Regions from separate parts of the Mus musculus genome. Here regions 2 and 3 are each linked to region 1. Evidence: chromatin contacts called from public HiChIP or PLAC-seq and promoter capture Hi-C data. All regions are on one chromosome and are shown on one strand. The core of a region is the stretch at or near the end of the contact, and the rest is flanking DNA. Distances in the headings are between cores, read along the strand shown.

Region 1 (4,592 bases), core at 1,485-3,984:
AAGCAGAGAGAGAGATACCTTGCCCACCCATCATCCCAGTTATGAAGATATACAGTTTGCCTGCGAGGATCTCCAACCCCTCACACATTGCAAATACATTCATATAAAACTCAGGTGCCTGAACTCGTATCTTGATAAATGGAAAAAAAACAATTCCTCTCCCGTCCCCTTTGATCTGCAGTTTCCTTCCCACCTCCATTGGAAATGGCACGTGAACAGCTTATTCCAAACACGGAAGAGCTGAGGTAATTTATGTCAGCAGAGTGGTATCAAAATTGTTCTGATCAAAAGGTTTGCAGTACCAAGACTCGTAAACCAGTGTCTACAACGCTCCCACCTGGTTCCCTAGCCTACATTGACAGCACTCCACTCAAGCCCCGGAGAGATGATCTTTATCACAGGCAGTCTTGTGCCCCTATGCACAAGGGTATGCCCTCAAAGGACTTCAGCAGACCTAGAGGTTGGGGAGTCAATTATAATGTTAACCTTCAAGGGTGGTAATGACCATCCAGACCCTGTTCTGTCACAAAGATGGAAGAGAGGCACTGGGAAAACAGTGCAGGGGTTACCTCTTCCAATTTCCAGGTTAGGTGTCTAGTGGGATAAGGGAAAGGGGCAGAGATGGTGTGCTGGCAGACTGCACAGAGAGCAGGCCTCAGTTCTATTATGAGAGTTCTGAATACTGACCCAGCCTGGAAGGATGGGGGTGTTTCAGAAGGAACTGAAAGAGAAGGGTCTGCCTTGGCTTCTGAAGGACAAAGTTCTGGCAAAGGCAGTGTAGCCAAGCTGACGTAATGAATCTCAACTTTCCTGGACCTGTTTATCTGCTGGAGTTAGGATGCAAGGAGCTGTGCTATAGGCCTAAGTAGTACTGTCTCCAAGGATCCAGAGGTAGTGGTGGCTCTGGGAGTGCAAGATACTGATAACTGGCCATCTGGACCAGTATAGAGCATCAACGATGCCAACCAGTGCTCAGATTCCATGGGCATCCTTATGGAAGGCTCATGTGCTCTAGGTTCAGAACAGCGTCACCCTGTGGGCATCTGCAGTGGTAGTGTCCAGGCGGGAGTGCATTTGTAGCTGGGCCTAGTCCAGACCGAGTGAGGAGGAACCCACCCTCCACACTGACTGGAGGGCATGACAAGCCTAGCAATTTCCTCCCTTCCTTCAGGTCCTGATCCCACCCAGACTGAGAAGTCAGCCCGGGGCTCCCATCCTAGGATTCTAGGACCCAAGGTCACAGTGTGCGTGCGCCAGGATTTAAAATCTAGTTTTCTGGCTCCCAACCCAGGGCGCTTTCCTTACACAGAGCTGTCTCCGAAGCACTTGTGAGAGCTGTATCTCTTTTGATCTTCTACTTGACCCAGAGAAAAAGGGACAGGGATAAGTCCTGTTTAATAACGAAAGAGATAAAATGTAAAGGCTAGTCATCTGTCCAATAACATACTGTGAATTCAAATGCATCGTGTGGAGTTAGGGCCAGATATTCCTCATCTCATGGTGATGCTCGTGTCCTATGGTCAGGTTCCCCTGTCCTTTGTTGAGTCCATGCTAAGATATAAAAGGGACCTCAAAGACGCCATGGCAGCACTGACTGCCCACTCCATGTCTGCCAGACCAAGCACGGGTAGGACATTGAGGACCACGACAGGGAGGTCTAGGATCTGCAGCTAAGGCAGGGCTGAGACTGGGACCTGTGTAGTATTGTTCCCAGAAACTGGACTGCAAAGAATGAGCTTTATAATTAACGCTCATTACACACACAGATAAACTGACCCACAGATCTGCCCTCCGTCTCTCCACACCTTCCCCAGGGTGTAGAGATTGGTCCTAACACCACCAGCGCCTTACCATTCCCCAGGACTACCCCAGGACATGGCCCAAGGCTTCCTCAGGTGGACATGGCTTGAAAGGGACCATCAGACCTTTTTACCCTGGCTGCGATCCCAGGTGCTGGTGGGATCCAAACCCTCTTCTGCCTTGCTTAATAAAACTGCTTTCCTGGCTGGAGAGATGGCTCAGTGGTTAAGAGCACCGACTGCTCTTCTGAAGGTCCTGAGTTCAAATCCCAGCAACCACATAGTGGCTCACAACCATTCGTTAATGAGGTCTAACGCCCTCTTCTGGTGCATCTGAAGACAGCTACAGTGTACTTAGATATAATCTAAAAAACAAAAATAAAACAAAATTGCTTTCCTTCTGATCCTCCTCGTGCTTGTTTGTTTTGTTTTCCATCGCCATTTCCTCTCCCTGCCTGCCCCCCCCCCCATATTTATTCCAAGACCCACAGGCCAAGGTCACAGAATGTTGGAGTCACTAGGAAATCTGGAAAGCTCATTTTACAGGTAGTAGTCATCCGGAATAGGATTTCTCTCAGTGTCAAATTTCTCAGCTGGACAAATTTTGGAACTGTGATTGCTCCTTTTCTTTTGCTCAGTCTAGGCTCAGCCCCTCCAGGCTGTTCCAAAGCTGGCCACCCAGGGGATTGTCCTGTGACTTAGTGCTCCGCTGCCCCTGAGCCCATACTGGAAAAGCTTAGGTCTCAATCTCAAGTTTCCAGGCCTAACTTCTTAGCCCCCATCCTTACTCCTCTCTCTCCTCAGTTAAGCCTTGTCCTACGGTGACTTGACGGAACGCACCAGGTTTCCAGCACGTTTCCCAAGTGTCTTATTGGAGTTGGAGAGAGAACGTTTTCAAAACTACAATTCCCAGCAGCCCCCGCGAAAGAGCTCTCGCGGGTTGTAAGGAGACACGTACGCGGAAGGAGCAAGCAGTGGCAGGCGGCAGAGCTGGCGTAAAGGGAGCTAGTGGTAAAAGGATCTACATGGTGGAGGGGGTGGTGGGCAGGGTAAGGTGTAGCAGACGGACCCTGGACGTAGGGAGGGCTCACAGGGCCTGTCTTTCTCTCCTCATGCCCACGCTTGTGTTGGTTCTATAACCAATGGCTACGAGAAACTGACGTCTATTGGACTGACTCAGTTGTGGGGTCCAGGTCAGCAATCAATCTTTGGAATCCAGAGATTCCGCACCAGTGGTCGGTATGCGCACGGCTGGAGTAGTAGGCTCAGCGTTTGACATGTCAACGGAACCTGTCTTTTGATTCGAGCACATGTAGGTAGTTGTAGAATTCACAGTCAGCACCTAGAGGTGTTAGGGTTGGTGCTCATCAAATGCAGATTGATGTTAGTTCTGTACTTGGGGCGCATTCATAGGATTAAAATTAAATACCCAGAGCTCACTCAAGGTTTGTGGTTCCATATTCACCGCTGGGATTCGGAGTTGAACAGCTAGAAGGAGGAAGCAGTCATTTGCAAGGCACTGGGACTAGAGGTTTCAGGGTTTTGAGATCTGGGGTCAGAGAAGGGGGTCCGTTGAGTACCCGTGTTTACATAATTTGTTCACGGCCAAAGAGAAGTCATTAGAGATAAAAGGGAGGGCTGCAGGGTTTTGAAGCCATCTGAGTTCTGGATTGGGATGAATTTCGTGATTGTGTGCCCAAGGAGGGACTATACTGAACTTTTGTGTTTACATCCTAGGAAAGGACTATGTGTTGTAATTATTCTGTTGTGGTTTGAGGTTTAGGTAATAGCGCTCATCATGCTCAAAGCTGTGATTCTCATTGGAGGCCCCCAGAAGGGTGAGGAGATGGGGGACAGGGGAGCGGGTAGGCTGGAGAGGTCGGTGGGGTTGGGACACAAGGAAATAGGAAGCTAAAACGTTCTCCTGTCCTCTCAGGGACTCGCTTCAGGCCTTTGTCTTTTGAGGTGCCCAAACCTCTGTTTCCTGTGGCAGGCGTTCCCATGATCCAGCACCATATAGAAGCCTGTGCCCAGGTAACCCCACACTTCCTGCCCCTCTCCTTCATGGTGTGTGTCTGTCTTCCATTTCCCAGCTGCCATCTTTTCCCACCAACTACGGCTCCACGGGCTGCCATTCACAGGCGTCTGAGCACTGCTTTGGGCAGCCAGTCCTGGTGACTTCCCTGCCTCTTGCTGCTGCTCAGATTTCACACTTAGTTTTACAGTATGGAATGTGAAGCCAGGCAGGGATCTTAAAGAATAAGCTAGAGCCATAGCAGGGGGAATCAGTGATAAAGCGCAGAGCACCTATGCTGTAGCTCCTTTTCTTTATTGCTCCATTATTGGGATAGACAAGGTTTGAGTCTGAGTCCTGTCTTCCTGCTGGGACCTGGAGCAAGCCAAATTTCAACCTCTTTCAGCTCTAGTTTTCTTATCTGTAAAGGAGATTAAACCTCCCGTGCAGAGTGTTGAAGCTGTAAAATGCCTAATTCAATGCAGACCCCTGATAAATGACCCTGTCATCTTAGGCTGGAACCAAACTTAGAATAATATATAATGGGAGATGGTTTGGTGGGTAAGTGCTTGCTTGCACAAATGTGAGGCTGTGAGTTTGATCCCTGTCATCACCCTTTTAAAGAGCCAGTGTTGGTGATAGGTTTGCCATCTTAGGACTGAGAAGGTAGATCACTGGGGCTTCCTGGCCAGCCAGGCTAGCCTAATCATTAGGTCCCAGACCCCAGTGAGCGCTGACCCTGAGAAGGTGGGCTACTCCTGAGGACAGAGCCATGTAGA
Region 2 (4,592 bases), core at 862-3,361, 930 kb before region 1:
GCTGAGTTCAAGGACAGCCTGGTCTACAAAGTGAGTTCCAGGACAGCCAGGGCTACACAGAGAAACCCTGTCTCAAAAAAAAAAAATAAATAAATAAAAAAATAAACAAAGAAAAAAATCCCTAGGGATTCATGCATGCTAGGGAAGCATCCAGCAACTGAACTGTATCCCCAGAACATTATTTTACATTTTATCTTAAAGTAATGAGCACCTTGGCAATGAGAAAGCCACTGAAGGGTTTCAAGCAAAGAAAGTATACGTTATTTGAATGAATGGATAGTGTTGAGTTTGGGAAGAAGAGAAAACAAGAAAAACAAAACAAAACAAAACCCAGGGAGATCAGATAAGAAAGTAGTGTTTTTAACTCATAATTACAATAATAATTCTTACTTGACAGATTCTGAGTGTCAATACTTTAGGGAGTTTATAGCACTCATAATAATCCACTAAGGTGAGAACTTTTGTTTATTTGTTTTTAGAGACGGGTTTTTCTGTGTACCGCCACCCCCCCAACCCCAGCTATCCTGGAACTCACTCTGTAGTCCAAGCTGGTCTTGAACTCGGAGATCCATCTGCCCCTGCCTCCCATTACCCAGGTAAGCTAAGAACTCTTACTCCTATTCTACAGGTGAGAATAGGAATAAGGGAGATCAAGTCCCTATGAAAAAGAACTGTGGTTTGAATTAGAAAAGTCAAAGTGAAGAAGGTCAGAAATAAATGCAAAACATATATTAGAAGTAAAACAGAACTTGGAAAGGATATGAACACATAGGATGAAGAAATCAAGACTGCTTCTCAAGCTTCTACCCAGTGTCACTGAACAAATGGCTATGTGTCATCAAAATGGACATGCATGCCGCTTGTGGTGTAGTGGACACTGGAAAGGAGAGAATTTGGGTACAAGAGACAGATTGACTCCAGTTTTTAAAGGTATCATATTTGAAATTCCTAAGGGGAGAAAAAATCAAGCTGAGATGTTAAGCAGACAGTTGGCTATTTGAATATGGAGCTGAAAATAAGAAAATCTCAAGTTATCAACATATAGCAGAATTTAAAGCTTAGAGAGAAATGGAAGTACAACAGGGGAGAACCCCAGTCCAAAACCAAATCATTTACCCTGACAAAATTTCTTACCAACTGATTACATCTGTCCTTGGGTCTTCAGTCCCTCCTTTTCCTTTTGCCAGTATGCAACACTATTCTTTTGAATATTCACCCAAATATTAACATGACAAATGACAAACATCATACAAACACACTAGAGCCTATCTGTCTGGCCCAGAAGCCTCCTCTAATACTTAACACAATAAACCAAAATGCCCCCTTAACATTCCCTCTTAGATTAGTTCTTTCAACTATAGACTCATCAGGTACTGTTAACTCGCCAAAGGAATATCTGAAAAACACTACAGTACAACTCTCCAACGACACGGAACTTTATTACCTTTTTATTTTTCTCCAGATTTTGATTTAAAATTGGTTCAATAGACACCGTCAGTGTCCTGGCTAGATATGGGTAGCAACCAAAGGCACGACAAAAATTACACTCCCTTTCAGCGAGTAATGTCTAAGAGGAGTAGGAAAGTAAAGAATGGTCAAGCGGGCGTGTGAATATCGCAGTCAAGGTTTTAATGGATATGTGGCAACAAAGTCACCTGTAAAGACAGCAGGCCTTGCAGGGAGGTACGCTGAGACCACCTGAACCTTGGTGAAGAGAGGCCAGATTTAGAATGCAGAAAGCAAGTGACAACACGGACGCGTTAAAGGAGAAGTAAAGGGGGCAACACTCGAACGGGGCACCTGTAAGGCATTGGGTATCCAAGGACCCGGGGCGGGCTAAGCAGCAGCCGGGAGAACTCTGAAGTGGACGCCGAGTGGGCGGACCGCAGGGGTGGGGTGGGGGTGCCGGGGAAAACGGCTCAATTCAGAAGCTGTCCCGGCTCGTCTTACCTGCGCTAGAGGGTCCCAGCTCCGGACAAGCTTGCCGGAAGCACAAAGTTCCCGCGGAGGGGGTGGAGCCGAAAGGCTCGGAAGGAAGGGGCTCTACTAGCCCCAGAGAGCGAGGCCGGTCTCTCTCCTAGCACACCTAAACCCGCTGATGGCGGGAACTATGACTACACGCAAACACGTACGGACGCACGCACTCTCGACGCAACCAGTCCAGGCGCGTGCGCGTAAGCGCGCAAGTCCCGCCCCTCAAGCATTCGCTCTGCCCCTCACCATGCCCAGCCCCTAACCCGGGCGGCCCCGCCCCCGCCGTGACGACACTGTAATACACATGCGCACCGTCCACTTTACCAACTTTGGCCCTCCTACCATTTTCCTCACGCGCAACCGCTTGAGCATGCGCAATTCGTGTCCTTCCAAGCCTGCTGGCCTTTTCCCGCCCTTGTCTGGCCTTCGGGAGAAAGTCAGAGTTCACGTCTCTCAAAGGATTTACCTGCGATGCTGTGGGGATACGAGGGCCAGTAGTTTGCAGACGTCATTTTGATCCCGAATCTGAAGGTTCAAAGAACATACTTTGAGATTATTTGCTAGGCCGAGGTCCGGGAGGCGGGAAAGGGCTGGGTGGGCGGAGGGTCAGAGGTGAGAGGTCAAAGGCCCGCGAAGGGGGCGGAGCGAGGCGGAGGCGGATGGCGGCACTTCATCTTGGGCATCAGAGCCGCTGAAGCTGGGACGCGGGTCCGGTGCGTCCGGCGGGAGGAGGAGTGCGGCGGCCGCTCCAAACATGCACAGCCTGGCAACGGCAGCGGTGAGTGGTTGCTCCCGCTCGGATGTCCGTCTCAGCCTGTTTTCTAGCTCCCAGATCCGGGCCCTGAGTCCAGCTGCTCCTGCCCCTAGTCGCAAGGTCTGGGGGTCTCCACACGCCGACCGTGGCGGAGCCGGACCCCCGCTGTTCCCTCTCATCCCCTCCCGCCCCCTCTCCTGGCCTGGCGCGCGGCCTCTCGCGTTGTTTGCCAGCGCCAAGGCCTGGTCCCGCGCCCCGCGCTGCCCCAGCAGGCCATTCATTGATTCCTTTGCGCCTGGCGTCAGTTTATCTGGACGCGGGTTGTGAATGCTGGGCGTCGGCGGGGATGAGGATACTGCCACGGCCATTCGCTCTGGTCCCGTGATCCTAGACTTCCTCGCCTAGGCACATCTCAGTGGTTCGGAAATGGGCTTCTAGCTCAAGCCACTTGCTTTTTGCATGAGGAAAGACTTCCTCACGCCTCGCGTTTTATCTTTTAACAAGAAAAGCAAATCATGTATTATACCTCCCTAGAGTCGTACTATGGCTTTCGGTTAAATTTAGAGAAAGTAGACTCCTTCCCTGGCCTACAAGCCCTGTATGATGTGGTCCTTAGTCACGTTTATGGGCTTGGTTTTTGTCACTTGCTCCCTAAGCTCCGACCAAGAAGTATATGAACTTTTCTGTTACATATTCTCTACCTGGAATGTCTTTCTTAGGACTCTGCCTCCATACATACACACAAGTTTACCTCAGAGTGACTTTTTCCGACCATATTCATAGTAGCTTGTAACCCCAACATTTTCTCATATAGAGCACCGATCCCACGGTTTAATTACTAGACTTTTATATTTTATTTTACTTTTACTTGTGGGTTGTCTGTACTCTGTAAGTCAGGGGCAAGTATTTGGTGAGGCCTGTTCACTTGTTTTCCCCACCACTGGGACAGTTCCTACTACAGTAAGGTAAGCACTCAAATAATGCTGACTGAATGGCTACACTCACAACCATACTGGAAGCAGCATAGTTTAAAGACACTTCCAAAGGCCAGTTTCACTTTGTTTCACCAAGGGGAAATGCTATCAGGAAAATAATGTATTTAGATTACATTATGAGACAACGTAACATAATGACTAAATAAAATATGAAAAACTACCTTAACTTCAAGTATAAAAAGAAATATTTAGGACAGCCGTGCTTGGGATTTCTGTGAATTTTGAGGCCAGCCTGGTCTATATGGAAAGTTCAGGCCACCATGATAGCATAGTGATATCCTGACCAAAAAGAAAAGAAAAACATCCTCCAGAGGGTGGTGGCAGCACCTCTGTAATATCAGCTCAGACAGGCAGATCACAAGTTCAAGACCAGCCTGGCAATTTAATAAGACTATCTCAGAAAACATTTTTAAAAAGATGGGTAGAGATATTAATTATAGGAGAATATTTGATCTGGCATGTGTGACACCCTTGGTTCAGTCTCCAGAGACTCCTCCCAAAAGTAAACAATCTGATTGGCATGACAATGCTTTTAATCCCAGCACCCAGGGAAGCAGAGGCAGGCAGATCTCTGCATTCAAGGGCAGCCTGGTCTACAGAGCGTTTTATTTAGGCCAGCCTGAGATACACAGTAAGATGCAGTCTCAAAAGGGAAGAAAAAAAGCAAGCGACTCAGCTAAGTGTAACTGAGACCTAGACAGGAACACATTGCTCAGGAACCAGTGAGGTGGCCTAGTGGGTAAAGTCACTTGTTGCCAAGTGTATTGACCGGAGTTAAGTCCCCAGAACTCACAATACACACAAACTAATAAACATTCATTTAAAAAAAACTAAGAACATACTACTTCATGAAGTTGATTTCTTCTTTT
Region 3 (4,592 bases), core at 314-2,813, 540 kb before region 1:
CATTTTCTGAGACTGTGCATAGGGCCAACAGTAGCCATGTCAGCCTTCCAGGGCTGTGTGACATCCTTACACACCTGTGGTGGATTGAAACAGAAGGACCCCAGCATGCTCAGAACCCGCTGGTCTTTGGTGCTGTCCGTGGTGCTGATGCAGGGATAGGTCCACAAATGCCACTACCACCCACCCAAGAGTTTATTCATACATCATGGGGTGGTGGTGGGTGGGTAGGTATTTCAAAGCAACTCACTTTGGTTGGGACCTGGAGCTTGGTGGCAGGAGATCAGAGGTTGGGGTGTGTGTGTGTGTGCGCGCGCGCGCGTGTGTGTGTGTGGGGGGGGGGGGGGGGGAGGAGTTGGCTGTGCTCACCGCACAGAGCACTGGCCTGAAGGACAGCAATTGGTTGCTGTGGTGGCCACTGCTTCCGCTCCAGGCACTCCAGCAAGGATAGTCTCCCTTCTCTAGAATGAACTGCTGTCCCTGGAAGTCGGGGTACTCGAAGGCCACCCATCTGAAAAAAAAAAAGAGAAGAGGAACTGGGAAACATCTGCTCAGTCTCCCTCTCCCCCATCATCACCCTGTTTGCTAAGGTTGAAAATATCCGGGGACTCAAACTATTTCTCCAACGCTAAACCATTCCTCAGATAGACCCAGCTCCTCTGGAAACTGAAAGCCCCAAACCTGAGCTAGAAAGGCCCAGGTTTCCCGTTTATCGCCCGCGGTTAGAAGGAATGTTTCAGGTTAATAAGATCGCCGAACCAGTGACTTCCTTCTGGGTTTTATGTGACTGCATAGGCAGCCAACCGTTCTCTGTACTGCTATAGTGGCAAAGGAGCCTCTGCTATCTTCAGGACCCCAACCTGGCTTCTAGGATACCCAGATGGGCAGAGCACAAAGGATCTGTCTCCACAAAGCCACCTGCACAAAGAAAACGTGGAGGTTTCAGGGCGGCCCCACGATTGCTTCTTGCCTTTGTCTTGGGGAGGGGTTGGGAGTACTGGAGAGGACAAAGATTTCTCTCCTTGATGAGTCTGTCTACGGCGCACTGGAGTGAAGGTTGAAGTTCCGGGCTCTGACTTTGGCTAGGGTGGAAGGGAGAGAAGCCAGAAAACCCCTAAATTGGCCCATTAGCCACAGCAGGATCACTCACGCGCCGTTTTCCACCTTGACTGAGCGCACCCTGCGCAGGGCTCCCCGCTCACAGACGTTGGCACAGTCGCTCAGTAGCCGGCAGCGACGACCCTGGAAGTCCTCCTCATCCCAGAGTGTGAGGCAAACGGGCGCCGAGCCCGGCGCGGGGGCGCTGCTCATGTCGCTGCAGATAAGAAGGGCAAGATCATGGGCTAACTTCTCGGGAACACTCTACTTAGCCTAAGCCTGCCCATCCCCAGTAGGGTGTGAGGAATCTAGGGTCTGGATCCGGACACAGGCTGCCGCTGTGCGGAGCGGGTGGGCGTGAGGGGAGGTTCCCTTGTTACTCCCTCTCCCCCCAGTACTCACCGAGTGAGTGAGCACCGCACCGACGGAAAATGGAGAGGCTGCGCGCGAGCCTGGTGTTCGCTGCTTTATAGTCATGTCTGGCTGCCTCTCCCTGTGGAATCCGGGTGGGGTGTGCAAGCTGAGTCAGCTGGCAGGCTTTGGCCAGCTCTGGTCTGCATAGGCAGCGGAGTCACCGATCTGGTCCCAGCCCGCATGCATGACAACGGAAAGTGCTGAGGCGCACATCGTGTCTGCCGGAGCCCAGGCTGACTCTGCGCTTTCTTTCACTGTGGTCTAAGCCTGGTAGAGACTCCTAGCCTAGGGGCAGAACAAGCAATCCCTGGCACAGACACTCAGGCGTGACCGTAAGCGTACGGTTTAGCCTTTTCTAAGACTGCGTAAGCCTGGCCAGCACAGTTCTTTCCAAAGTCAAAACTCTCTAGGTGAAGATCTTGCTTTTGGGGGACACTAGGGAGGAGGAAGAGAAGACCCTTCTCTAAGGACGCTGCGCCAAGGCCCTCAGGACCTGTTCGCTGTTACCCTTTTCTTCCTGAGCGGAGCTTTCCAAGGAGTCTTCTCTGGCACTGAGGTCAAGACCAGGCCTCGCCGCCAGGCGGCACTAAACACTGAAAAGCACCCGGGAGCGCTAGCATGGGTTTTGGTTTGGTTTGGTTTGGTTTTTTGGGTTTTGTTTTTGTTTTTGTTTTTTTCCTGGATTTTAAGAATACAAGTGCCAAGAGAGGGTTCAACTGTCCTAGATAGAAGTGGCTCTCAGTCTTCCCCCACCCTCTCGGGGACCACCGAGGCACCAGAATCTGCAGCAGTGGGGAGGTGGGGAGATGGGACAGAAAAGGCTAGGGACCCCAAAGGAGGTCTCCTCGCCCTTTTAGCTGTCATTTAGAAGGCAGGCTGATTACAGATCCTTAACAACGAGAGAGGCTAACCCAGCAGAAGAGGGAAGGAGGTGGGTGGGAAATATTTTGTTACTCCTGTTTGCCAAGTGCCTCCTCTATAGACTCAGCAGCCTGGTGGGTTCAGTTTGCACACACAAACATAAAAATTGAAGCCCAGCAGGGTGTGGGGCTTTCTTCAAATCCACACCTAGCCACTTTCATAGTTAAGAACATCCAGGAGGCCTTTTGTTCTGTTGCCAGACCCCCTACCTCAACTCCCGGAAGCTTAACCTCTGGCACCTTCCTTCTACCAACTGCTAAACCCATCCGTGGCTGGCCGAGAGCCTTTGCTTTTGCCCTTCGATTTCCCTGGGATGTTTTAACCACACATTCTTGGTGTGGCTAGCTCCTCTGCTACTCTGTAGATGGTACCAGCCACAAAACACCACCCATCGAGTACGTTTTTCTCTTTAGCCTTTATCAGTCTCAAGATCTCTTCCTCCTAGTATATGAATGCACTGGTGCCTCCTCTACTAGACTGTAAGCCCTACACAAAAGGGTAGGAGCTGTGTCTGCCTTGTTCCCAGCTATCCTCAAACCTAGCACGGTGCTGGATACAGAGTAGGAACCCGATAAAGCTGGGGTGGATTAACAAGATGGTCAATTGTGGGCCAAATGTTGACCGAGAAGAAGTGTATAAGAAAGTCTCCAGTGGGGTGGGGATGATGGTTTTCCCATCCCACTAATTCCATTTCTGAAGTTTGGGGCTGGAGGTGGGAAGGGGCAGGCAGCTCCTCCCTTAGGCCTCTCCATTCACTGGTGAGAAATGGCTGTTGAGATTCACACCTACAAACTTGAATAGTCTATAACCCAAGCCAGGCACACATGGATGGAAAATGGGGCAAACCTGAGGAGGTTTGATTGAGGGAGGAGCCAGAATTAGCTTTTAGCCGCTTGTCTATCCTAGAGAGAGCTAGCTAAAAATGAAAGAGCTGTAATTTTCCCCAGAACATAGGGGAAAACCCAGACTCCATACAGGGCAACAGCCAATCTTGGATGCTTACTATTCTAGCTGCTGTTCTGCCTCACAAGTCCTGGCTGAAACAGAAAGGAAGATTAGGCAAAACAAACAAACAAACAAACCAAAACAGAAGACCTCTCGCTGCTTCTCCCTCCATCCGACAATTATAGAGGTGGCCACTAGGGGGCGGGGCCAGTCTCCTCTAACCAGAAAGCCAGTGTGTGGGCAGTGTGTGTGTGTGTGTGTGTGTGAGAGAGAGAGAGAGAGAGAGGGGGGGGGGGGGGGGAGAGGAGGCTGTGGTGTTGACAACAGGCTGTACATCTGTGCTGTTGGTGACTGTGGGGCTGTGTTTGTCATGTTTATCAGGAGCTGAGCCTGAGGTGTGCGGGGGCAACTTCCAGTTTATGTGTTGGCCAGTATTCGGCAGAGATGTGTGTTCACTGCAGGTAGAGGGAAAATGACTCCTTAACACTAGGTGTCACTTGGGTTTAGGGGTGGTGATTTATACCAGAAGGCTACCCTTTCCAGTTGGAAATTCTCCTCGTGGCAGCAGCCAGTCTTTCCCGCACTGTCTGTACCTGCGTTTCCTCATCAGGAGAATATATAGGTCTCAGTACCCATCCATGGCTTTTAGTTCTATCTGCAACCAGTGAAAAGGCATATCTGTCTATACCTGTCTACCATTACACCTACTGCTTCCACCTACAGCAACTGAGGACCATATCTCCTGACCCCACCCCAAGCCTCAGAGACCAAGAAAGGGAAGACACTAATAATGGACAAAGGACAAGAGGCCCCCAGGCAGCCCCTACACCCTGGCTTACCAGAGCAGGACTAAGAGATTCTTTCCCTGTGCTGGATATCCACTCTTTCCATTAGCTTCCTTTCTCCACCAGGCTGGTTTAATTCCAGCCCCTGGTCTCCCCTCATGCCCCCCTCCTACCCCCAGCAGCTGGTTCCTGTTTGCTTTCCCAGATCAGTTGAGCTTAGAGCTTCCTGAAGGATGGATGCCCAGGTGGCTTTGTTTGCCAGCTCAGTACCATCCCTTTCACCTCCTCCACATCCACAGATTTGACATTCAGGGAATAGGCGGGGCAGGGGCAGCAACCTCAGACCTATACCCCCAAATCGCCTGGAGACCTCACCAGGATCTCATAACAGTTTCCACTGTGGCCCCCACTGAGGTAATCATCTCATATGGG

What was found. Promoter capture Hi-C pulls out the DNA fragments that hold promoters and counts their contacts. HiChIP or PLAC-seq counts read pairs in DNA pulled down with a chosen protein or histone mark.
Region 2: an H3K27ac HiChIP or PLAC-seq map of microglia shows a contact between it and region 1, with 9 times the contacts expected there. The contact joins the promoter of Usp37 here to the promoter of Gmppa in region 1. A contact is called at or near these places in 4 of 39 promoter capture datasets (the HPC-7 cell line, liver and pre-B cells), 1 of 115 datasets of contacts at active chromatin or transcription factors (microglia) and 1 of 9 other capture datasets (liver).
Region 3: a promoter capture Hi-C map of embryonic stem cells shows a contact between it and region 1, with 8 times the contacts expected there. The contact joins the promoter of Cryba2 here to the promoter of Gmppa in region 1. A contact is called at or near these places in 15 of 39 promoter capture datasets (the C10 cell line, HPC-7-derived erythroid cells, embryonic stem cells and 7 more), 3 of 484 Hi-C or Micro-C datasets (all in embryonic stem cells), 3 of 115 datasets of contacts at active chromatin or transcription factors (all in embryonic stem cells) and 2 of 9 other capture datasets (embryonic stem cells and pancreatic islet).

The regions. Positions count from the first base shown.
Region 1 is chr1:75,433,202-75,437,793 of GRCm38.p6, forward strand. Gmppa (GDP-mannose pyrophosphorylase A) reads left to right here and starts at 2,735. Exons shown (of 13, transcript NM_001357170.1): 1 at 2,735-3,111; 2 at 3,577-3,637; 3 at 3,736-3,833. The coding sequence starts at 3,598.
Region 2 is chr1:74,503,710-74,508,301 of GRCm38.p6, forward strand. It overlaps Usp37 (ubiquitin specific peptidase 37), which reads right to left and starts at 2,112. Exons shown (of 24, transcript NM_001310662.1): 1 at 1,951-2,112. It overlaps Cnot9 (CCR4-NOT transcription complex, subunit 9), which reads left to right and starts at 2,351. Exons shown (of 8, transcript NM_021383.5): 1 at 2,351-2,752. The coding sequence starts at 2,729.
Region 3 is chr1:74,891,580-74,896,171 of GRCm38.p6, forward strand. It overlaps Cryba2 (crystallin, beta A2), which reads right to left and starts at 1,564. Exons shown (of 5, transcript NM_021541.3): 1 at 1,498-1,564; 2 at 1,148-1,312; 3 at 367-508. The coding sequence starts at 1,308.